Regions from separate parts of the Mus musculus genome. Here region 1 is linked to region 2. A link is a contact called in public promoter capture Hi-C data. All regions are on one chromosome and are shown on one strand. The core of a region is the stretch at or near the end of the contact, and the rest is flanking DNA. Distances in the headings are between cores, read along the strand shown.

Region 1 (5,093 bases), core at 2,228-4,727, 160 kb before region 2:
TGATCAGCTTACACTCACCAGGGCTGTGGGATTCCTGAGTACCCATCACTTTTTTGTTTGCCCTGGATGCAAAAGCAATGACAAGGCCTGGCGACAGCAGTGGGGGGTGGGGGGAACAGAATCTTTCTTCTGCTTCTTCTGGGACTGCATGACACAATTGGTGGGATCCCCTTGTCAAAGTGGACTTCATTCAAGTGAGCCAAAAGTCTGATGACCGGATAATCTCTATGGGTGTTAGATCCCCTTGTCATCCAGTGATGGACGCTGGTAAATATAACCCCATCTTAATTAGGTTGCAGACTTGGGGGAAAAAGGCTGCAGACTGGGAGTTGAGAAAAACCTGGGGGCTCAGGATTTATGAGAAAAATCATATTGTCCCCAAGGACGCAGGTGCCCTGTTCAATCTAAGAAGAGTCAGACAGGTGCAGGAAGTGCTCTAAAAAGATCTCAACAGCCCCTGTCCCCACTAACTTTTTCTCTTTTCCCCAGTGTTAAGGGGTTGGGAGGGATTGGTATAGAGAAGGGTGGTAGATATAAGAACCCAAATAAAGTAGCCAAAGCCCCTGGCTACAGAAAGTGACTCTGGGGCAGGGGGTGGGGGGGGGGGAGAGGAGGAGACAGATGCAGAAGATTTGGAGGCAGACACAGAAGGAAATATAGATGAGTGGGGGAAGGAGCAGAGAGGTAAAGGGCCAGCCACATGGTGGGTCAGGTTGTAGGCTAGAATAGTCAAATTAAGTCTAAACCCTAGCTGAGAGACTGCCCTGGCAAAAGGCCTAAGCTTTAAACTGTATAAAAGTCTCAGCCTCTTTCTTTATACTGCAGGCAGGTCCAAGAAAATCCGGTTATATGACATGCTTTTGTTATGTTTTGGGGAGGGTGTGGGAGTAAGAGGGTGCAACTCTGTTGAACTGTCCTTCAGGCAAGAGACTTATTGACACATTGCTGCAGCGTGCTGGGGTCTGAAGTAGTGTTTCAGCCACGCTGAGACAAAGTAAGACAAAAGAAAGAAGACGAATTGTCTTTCTACAATTTGTAGTTTATTTGTATTAATGAATTCTCTCTCTCTCTCTCTCTCTCTCTCTCTCTCTCTCTCTCTCTCTCTGTGTGTGTGTGTGTGTGTGTGTGTGTGTGTGTGTGTGTGCACACCAGTGTGCTGTAGCACCTGTGGTAGAGGCAGATGTAAACTACAGGGAGTCACTTCTCTTCTCCCACTGTGTATATTTCAAGGATTGAACTCAGGTCCTCAGGCCTGTACCTGCCAAGACATTTGCTGGCCACGGGCAGCATCTCTTGTTTCTGCCATTCTGAGCCTCCAGACTAGCTGGCATGGAGTCTAGTTGCCTGTTGCATTCGGACAGTTTGCTTGAGTACATACAGTGTGAACTGTCAGGTGTGCCATCCTTTTTTATTGTTAGAAGCCATAAAGAGTGTTTTTGTCGTGTCTGTAGGTTGTATTAGTGTTGAATAGTTTGGAACACAGTATTAGATACAAGTTGAATCCAGTGTTCCTTAAATATTGTACCGAGAACTCGAGGTTTCCAGCTTTAGCTTACCCTTTGTTCCCAATTAATGGGTGTGTGTTTGGATGAGGAAGAATTATGGCACAAACACAGGGTGCCATGTCAGGTGTCAGTACTACCACTGAGACACACACACACACACACACACACACACACACACACACACACACACACACACACACACTGGGGGATTCTAGGCAGGGGCTCTACCACCAAGCCATGACCCCAGCCCCTCACTGGGGGATTCTAGGCAGGTTGTGGATTGAGTGAGAAAGCCTCCATAAGCTCATATATTTAAATGCTTAGGCACCTGCGAGTGGAACTCTTTTAAAAGATTTGGCGGATGAGGATATAGGGTCTTAGGCCTAATGTCTCTTTTTCTTGCCTTCTGCGTATGGATCAATATATAAGTCTCAGCCACTTCTTCAGCACCATTGCCAGCCTGCTGTTATGCTCCTGACAGGATAATGGACTAAAGCTCTGAAAGTATAAGCCAGACCCAAGTTACATGCTTCCTTTTGTCAGAGTTGCCTTGGTCATGGTGTTTCTTCACAGCAATAGAATAGTGACCCAGATCGTCCATGTTCTACTACCAGGTCATACCCCTAGCCCCTCACTGGGGGATTCTAGGCAGAGGCTCTGCCACTGAGCCACACCCCCAGTCCCTCACTGGGGGATTCTAGGCAGGGGCTCTACCACTGAGCCACGCCCCCAGCTCCTCACTGGGGGATTCTAGACAGGGGCTCTACCACTGAGCTACACCCCCAGCCCTTCACTGGGGGATTCTAGGCAGGGGGTTCTACCATCAAGTTATGATCCCAACCCCTCACTAGAAGATTTTAGGCAGGGCTCTACCACTGAGCCTTTCCCCAATGCCTTACAGAGGGAATCTATGAAGGGGCTCTAACTCTGCTGCCAGATCAGGCTCCTATAGCTTCACAGTTGAAGTTTTAACGTTTATATAGAAATATAATATGGGACTTCATTGTTTTTCAAAAGTATCAATAGCAGTGTGTGATGGCCCACACTTTTCAGCCCAACACTAGGGAGGCAGAGGCAGGCTGATCTATGCCTTAGAGGCCACCATTGTTTACGGGAGGGGGTGGGGAGTTCCAGAACAGTCAAGTCTACATACAGAGAGATGTTGTGTCTCCGGGGAGGGGTGGGGGTAGGGGAATCAAAACAACAATAACAAAATATCCATATTTGTCTTTCGTGATGGCTCCATGATAGGTTTCAAATCAGTATTCAAGAGACTAGGCCTAAGAACTGGGCAAGTTCAGGAAAGCCCATGCAAGTTAGAAAAACAAACAAACAAACAAACAAACAAACAAACAAACAAGTCAGGCAGCTAGTCAGAAACTAGAAGGTGCCCAGCCACATAGCCTGAATCTAGGACGATGGGTCAGCAACAGTTTCCAGCCCCATGTCTCAGTAATGGTTCTGGAATTTCCGTGGAGATAGAGTAAGACAAAGCCCACTTATCCTAGGATTCCTCAGCAATAGTTTCGGGCCCTCCACGCCCTGGTAATGGTTCTAGAATACCTAAAGGTGAAGTAAGACAAAGCGCACCTATCCTGGAACTCCCCTAATGTGCTTCAAATTGGGCTTACAATCACACTTTGGGTTCTCTCCTTTTTGGAATGAGGGATCCCCGCTGGTCTTCTGCTGAATAAAACACTCTTTGCTTTTGCATACTATTTGAGTCTACAAACAACGGCAAACAACAGGCCCTGACAGTGGCATTTCAGAAATGAATAAATCGAAAAGCAACCCAGGAGAGCAAGCTCCCCCTTCCTCCTCCTCTCCCGCTCCACCAAAAAAAAAAAAAAAAAAAAAAAAAGATTTCCGGGGGCCCACTGTAGTTAAAACAGCTTGGAACTTATTGATGGTTTTAGAGAGCTGGGGAATGTCATTACAGAAGGGCACTATAGTTTGGCGCTTCTACTGAAGCATTCTGGGAATTGTAGTTCCCACTCCAGGCGGTCAGACTCTTCTGCAAGCGGAGGCGGGCTGGTAGTGCTTCTGGAGATGTGAAAACTTGGAGCGTCCTGCGGCCCTTCGTGTGTGCTCGTGCTAACGGTGTGTCCCTTGGAGAAACAAGTCCACGGACAGGGAGAACTGGGGCACCGATGGCGATGGCGGCGGCAGTGTCTGAGTCCCCTCTTGCTGGGCTCAGCCCCAAGCGGTGCTACCTGGTCCTACTTCCCCTGCTTCCGGAGGGGAAGGAGGAGTCCGAGGGAAGAATCTAGCATCCCAAGGGAGCATGGGGGAGGAGTTGTGATGAGAGGTGGCCTGAAGCCTTAAGTGGTTTGCAACTGGTTTTTATGCGATTTTTTTTTTGCATTTTTTAATTTACTTACTTATTTCCTTAGTGGGACGTGCCACAGCTTGTGTATGAAGGAGATCAGGAAATACCTTGTGGGAGTCCGGTCTCTCCTTCCACCATGCGGGGTTCAGAGACTGAAACTCAGGTGGTCTCCCTCGTCTGTAGTCACCATTATCTGATGAGCCATTTCCCAGGGACAAACTCCCTTTTCCTTAGAGAGGGTTTTTATATCTCATTATTTGCATGCACATGGAAACAGAGACTTTGTGGGGGGCTCGTGCAGATGAACAGCATTTAATTTACTAGTATTTAAACCTTTTAGTGTGAGAGACAGAGCGGAGGACTATCATTCCTATGTATGGAAACAATTGTGTGTAAGAGCTGTCACATTAACAGACCCTTCCGAGAGCAGTGATCAATCATGACGCAGTATTCGTCAGAGTTCAGAGCTTCTTAAAGATTTGTTTTTCTGGGAAGCCCACTAACACAGCCAGATTTGTGAAGGCAATAGTGCCCAGCACCCAGAAATAGAGAATGTGGCCTTTTCTAAGCCCCAGCTGTGAGCAAGGTGAGGCATGGCACTACCTATGAGTAGAAACTAGAAAGAAAAGCCTGGCCAGCGCACACAGCCCTTAGGACTGATGGAGAAGCTGAGGAAGCCATGTGGCCCAACTGTCCTAGCAGTGTTCTCATGAAGCCCCTCCTCCCCCAGCTTGCTTCCCAGAGCCCTGCCTTGTCTCAAAGAGAAGAGAACAATGACCAAGTTACAGGTAAGTCGGGTTGCTTCCCCCATGCCCACAGTGCTAGGGATTGGAAACAGGATCCCTGCATGCTGGGCAAGTGCTCTACAGCTGAGCCTCTCTGAACTGCATGAAGGAAGAGGGGAAGTTGCTGAGAAGAAAGGACTGGAAGGAGGAGAGATAAGAGAGGACGGTGGGAGCCTGGCATGTTGGCACACGCCTTTAATCCCAGCACTTGGGAGGCAGAGGCAGGAGGATTTCTGAGTTCGAGGCCAGCCTGGTCTACAAAGTGAGTTCCAGGACAGCCAAGACTGCACAGAGAAACCCTGTCTCGAAACAAAAACAAAAACAAAAAAAGAGGACAGTGGGAACATGTGCTCAAAGTGCAGTGCACACAGGAAAGTGTAAAAGGATGACTAAAAAGAATTCAAAAAAGTGGGCTGGAGAGATGGCTCAGTAGTTAAGGGCACTGGCTCAGTTCCCAGCACCCACACCTGATAC
Region 2 (4,698 bases), core at 834-3,333:
TGCACACAGTGATGAGTTACGAGAGACAATTTCATACACCTGTGCTCTGTACTCTGACCACAGTGACTCCACCCCCTTTCCTCCCTGTTCATTCCCCAGGCTACTTGGCGATTTTACATCCTATGACTTCATGTTATCTATATAAAACTCTAGGATCCACAAATGAGTAGTGTTTCCGTTTCTGGCTTGTTTCTTGTTTTCATGGATGGATAAAATCGACCCCATATATACCACATTTTAACCATTCATTCGTCTGCAGAGGGACACTTGGGCTCGTTCTGTAAGGTGGCAATACTGAGTGATGCTGCACTCTGTGCAGATGTTTGGCATCTACGTGGTCCTCTGGGTGTACATCCATAGCTGGGTCATCTTACACGCGTTCTCACGACCGGCCAGGAAGAACACAACAAACCGGAATCTTCTGCGGCAAAAGCTTTATTGCTTACATCTTCAGGAGCCAGAGAGCAAGAGAGCAAGAGCTCTATTGCTTACATCTTCAGGAGCCAGAGCGCAAGAGAGCAAGAGCTCTATTGCTTACATCTTTAGGAGCAAGAGAGCAAGAGCCAGAGCAAGAGAGAGAATGGCGAAACCCCATCCCCTTTAAGGAGAATTATCCTCCGCCTAGGACGTGTCACTCCCTGATTGGCTGCAGCCCATCGGCCGAGTTGTCGACTCGGTGAAGGCAGAGCACATGGAGTGGAGAACTACCCTTGGCACATGCGCAGATTATTTGTTTACCACTTAGAACACAGGATGTCAGCGCCATCTTGTAACGGCGAGTGTGAGGGCGGCTTCCCACAGGGTCATATGATGGTTCTAGTTCTAGGCTTTCCAGAAACCTCTCTATATTGACTCCATAGAAGCTGAACGAATTTACATCCCTACCAGTCATCGTGTGTACATATTTCCTTCCCTCGCGCCCCTGCATCCTACCCACCATTTATTTTATTGATAGCCATTGCGCCTTGCATGAGATAGATGGGCAAAGGATGCTTACGATTTTCGTGTTTACTGGCCATTGGTACATTTATGTTCTATTCATTCTATTTTTTTGACACAGAGTCTCACTGTGTGAGCTCTGGCCTGCCAGAAACTCACTCAATAGACCAGGCTGGCCTCAAACTCACAGAGATCTGCCTGCCTGCCTCTGCCTCCTGAGTGCTGGGATTCAAGGCAAGCACAGCCACGCCCCGCTCATCTCTTTTGATCATCTTTATTCTTTGAGATGAAATCCATCAAGTCCCATGTACCCTGTAGCTGCTGCAAGAGTCTGCCGGATTCAAGGGGCAGCTTCTCCAGTGTGGGTGTGGCAGCCCGCCGGTCACTGGCATAAGACCGTGGCTTCTAGATTCAGGAAGCTGACTTGCATCTTCACCTCCAATTCGAGGCTCTTCCAGGTCTTGACGAAGTCCTCGAAGGTGATGCCCTCATACTGCTGGCCCGCCATCAGCGGCTGGTCCGACGCCCTGGCCGCCTCCTTCAAGGCGCCCTGGGCGATGGCATTGGCGACGGAGCGCACAGTGTCTCTCTCCACTTGCGGGTGCGCCGACAGCAGGCTCTCCACCACCCGGCGGTACTCCTGCAGGGTAATGATCCCATCGCCGTCCTGGTCGTACATGTTGAAGAGGAACCGCATCTTGTCCTTGCGGTTCTGCTCCGCCTCCTCTTTGTTGAGACTGGGCCGCAGCGGCCGGAAGTAGGAGATGATGGTCAGGAAGTCCTGGAAGGTGATCTCCTCCGCCAGACCGCTGGTCCCTTTGCCCAGGTTCCGGTTGTCGAAGAAGGCGCGGACGATCCTGGAGCGGATCGGATTGAACTCCAAGTCCAGGATGTTGTCGAAGCTCTCTGGCTGTAGGGTGGGCTGGTCCCCGCTCAGCAGCCTGAACCTCTGGTGCAGCTGCTTGATCTGCTCCCAGCTGAAGTCGCACTTGTTCAACACCTCCTGGATGTGCGCCCACCATAAGTCGGTCCTGCTCTCGCGCTCCCACTCCTCCTTGGACGAAAGGGAGGCGCCCATGGTGCCCCGTGTGCTCGGAACGACCTCAGGCGCTCAGTGGAAGGGTTCGGGCTTCCTGGTCGGTCTCACCTTGCTGCCGTTCTGATTTATTAGGTCATCAAAGCAACCTCTGTTAGGGCAGGTCCGTCACAATCCCCGAAGGCTCTTTCCTCTCCAAATTCAGTGAAATGAAGCATATTGAAATAAATATTATATATGTGTTGTATATTACGCATTGCGTATTATAGATTGCATATTATATATTATGTTACATGTTACATCTATTATGTGTCATATGTTTATTATATATTTTATACATTATATAATTTTATATATATGAAAAGAGAGAGCACGCTTTGGTTTTCCTAGGACAACCAAAGATACGTGTCTTTGTCTTACAAAAGATGCTAAAATGGCCAGTGATGCCAACATTCAGGAGGTAGGGGCAGGAGAATCTCTGTGAGTTTGAGCACAACATGATCTGCACAGTTGAGTTCCAAGTCATTCAAGGGAAGGATGGAGAGGGGAGGGGAGGGGAGGGGAGGGGAGGGGAGGGGAGGAGAGGAGAGAGGATAGGAGGGGAGAGTAGAGGAGGGGAGAGGAGAAGGAAGGAGGGGAGGGGAGGGGAGGGGAGGGGAGAGCTCAGAGAAGCTCACCAAGATGCCAAGCCTTCATTTCCTAAAGGAACAGAGGAGTTCAGCCTTCTTGGAAAAGACTGACACACAGCTAGCTCACTCCAGTTACTTTATTCAAACATCATACAAGGTTAATTGGAGCTGGGAAGGGTTTCAGCTACCAAAGTTAACTTACTCTTGCTGCCCTTGAGAGCAGACATCCCACACAAATCTCAGTCCCGTTTCACCATGGCTAGCCATAATCACAAGTAAGAACTCCATGTTTGCCCAGGAGTGTCTTAGGACCAAGGTTGTGCAGCTGCAAGCTCTCATGTCATGCCAAGTACAGACTTTCCAGGGAGACATCTCTTCAGGGTTCAAATAGTCACAAAACAATTTCTCAGCCTCTACTCACTAATCCAAACATAGCAATGGCTTTGCTAAACAGTTCACTCAAACCCAGACACAAAGGCTTTACTATACATCCACTCAAAGCCACACACAAAGGCTCTACTATACAGACCCCTACATGGGAAGGGAGAGTTTACTCTGCTTACACTTCCTTCCATATCATACCCCATCAGCAGGCTCTCGAACTAGGACCCAAACGACAATGACAGTGCATGACTCCCATTCGGAACTCTGCCTTCCAGGCAGGATGTGGCCGTCCATGTCTGGGAATCAGAGAAGCTGTGATGACCTGCAGGAGACTCTCACAAGGCACGGCTACTATCATTCTCTTGTCGGTAGATGGGAGGAGCATTGGATGCATAGGAGCACAGCAACCCTCTCCCTCCTGCTCCATACACAGTGGAAGCAGAGTGGGCAGCAGGTCGACCTGAGAGGAAACTCCAGGGATGCATCTCTTGCCAGTCATCACCCTCGCTGCTCAAGTGAATCCTCAGGCATACTCCGATAATTTCAATAAGTTCCTTCAGTGGTTTTTTTTGTTTTTTGTTTTTTGTTTTTGTTTTTGTTGTTTTTTTTGTTTTTGTTTTTGTTTTTGTTTTGTTTTTTTTTTTTTTGGTTCTTTTGTGGTATTCTCCATTGGAGTGAACACAAATAGACTCCCTAGGGAGTCACACTGTAGTCATTCGGGTCCTGGGCTGTTCCTGGAGCTCACTTCAGCTCTCTGCCTAGGAAGTGAGATGGTAGGGACCTGAGAAAGCGGTGGCATCTGTCCTTGTCTATATAGTGAAAGGACAGGATAGGTGCAGAGAGTGGGAGGGAGGGCATAAAAGCAGACTGACTGCAGAACACAGCTGGGGTCTCCCTGGCTCCTAGGTCAGAATCTCCTGACACACCCCCCCCCCCAGTCCCATCATCTCTTCATATGGTCCTGAACTCTCCTCTCCTCTAATTAGCATACTACACATCTACCACATCTACCAGCTGGGAGAGTGCCTGCCTAGCACAAAGCCCTCGGTTTGAACCCCAGCACCCCAGAAACTGTGCATGGTGGTGCATGCCTGTAATCCAGGGTAGAAAGAATTATGAGTGCAAAGCCATTCTTAGCTACCTAGTGTTTTCAAGACCAGTTTGGGCTCATGAGACGCTGTCATTAGTCCTTCACTAATCCCGCTAATCTGGAAGTGTGGTTTAAGATTTATTGTGGCCAGCAGGTGGCGACAAAGTGTCTTGTGTATTACACGGAGAAAGCTGGCTTTCTGCTTCCACTTCAAAAGGATTCAGCTTTTAGCAACTAAAGGCCTCTTTCCTAAGTTGTCCAAAAAGATCCTGCCTTCTTCATGCTTTCTCACCAGACACAGGGGATCCTCCCTCAAGTTCCTAATGGTACCTAACATGAACTTTATTTGATATTTCTTGTTTTAAGATTCTTTTTTAAACCGGGCAGTGGTGGCACATGCCTTTAATCCCAGCACTTGGGAGGCAGAGGCAGGTGGATTTCTGAGTTCAAGGCCAGCCTGGTCTACAGAGTGAGTTCCAGGACAGCCAGGGCTACACAGAGAAACCCTGTCTTGGAAAAAAAAAAAAAGGAAAGAAAGAAAGAAAAAAAAAGATTCTTTTTGAGACAGGGTAGCCCTAGCTGTCCTGGGACTAGCTCTGTAGACCAGGCTGGCCTTGAAC

What was found. Capture Hi-C pulls out chosen DNA fragments and counts their contacts.
Region 1: a contact with region 2 is called in a promoter capture Hi-C map of adipose tissue. The contact joins the promoter of Zfp114 here to the promoter of Tescl in region 2. A contact is called at or near these places in 5 of 39 promoter capture datasets (cranial neural crest, embryonic stem cells, second pharyngeal arch cranial neural crest and 1 more) and 3 of 9 other capture datasets (adipose tissue, liver and pancreatic islet).

Annotation. Positions count from the first base shown.
Region 1 is chr7:24,171,545-24,176,637 of GRCm38.p6, forward strand. Zfp114 (zinc finger protein 114) reads left to right here and starts at 3,478. Exons shown (of 4, transcript NM_001029933.3): 1 at 3,478-3,605; 2 at 4,565-4,622. The coding sequence starts at 4,608.
Region 2 is chr7:24,331,882-24,336,579 of GRCm38.p6, forward strand. It overlaps Tescl (tescalcin-like), which reads right to left and starts at 2,084. Exons shown (of 1, transcript NM_001163810.1): 1 at 1,199-2,084. The coding sequence starts at 2,017. The coding sequence ends at 1,322.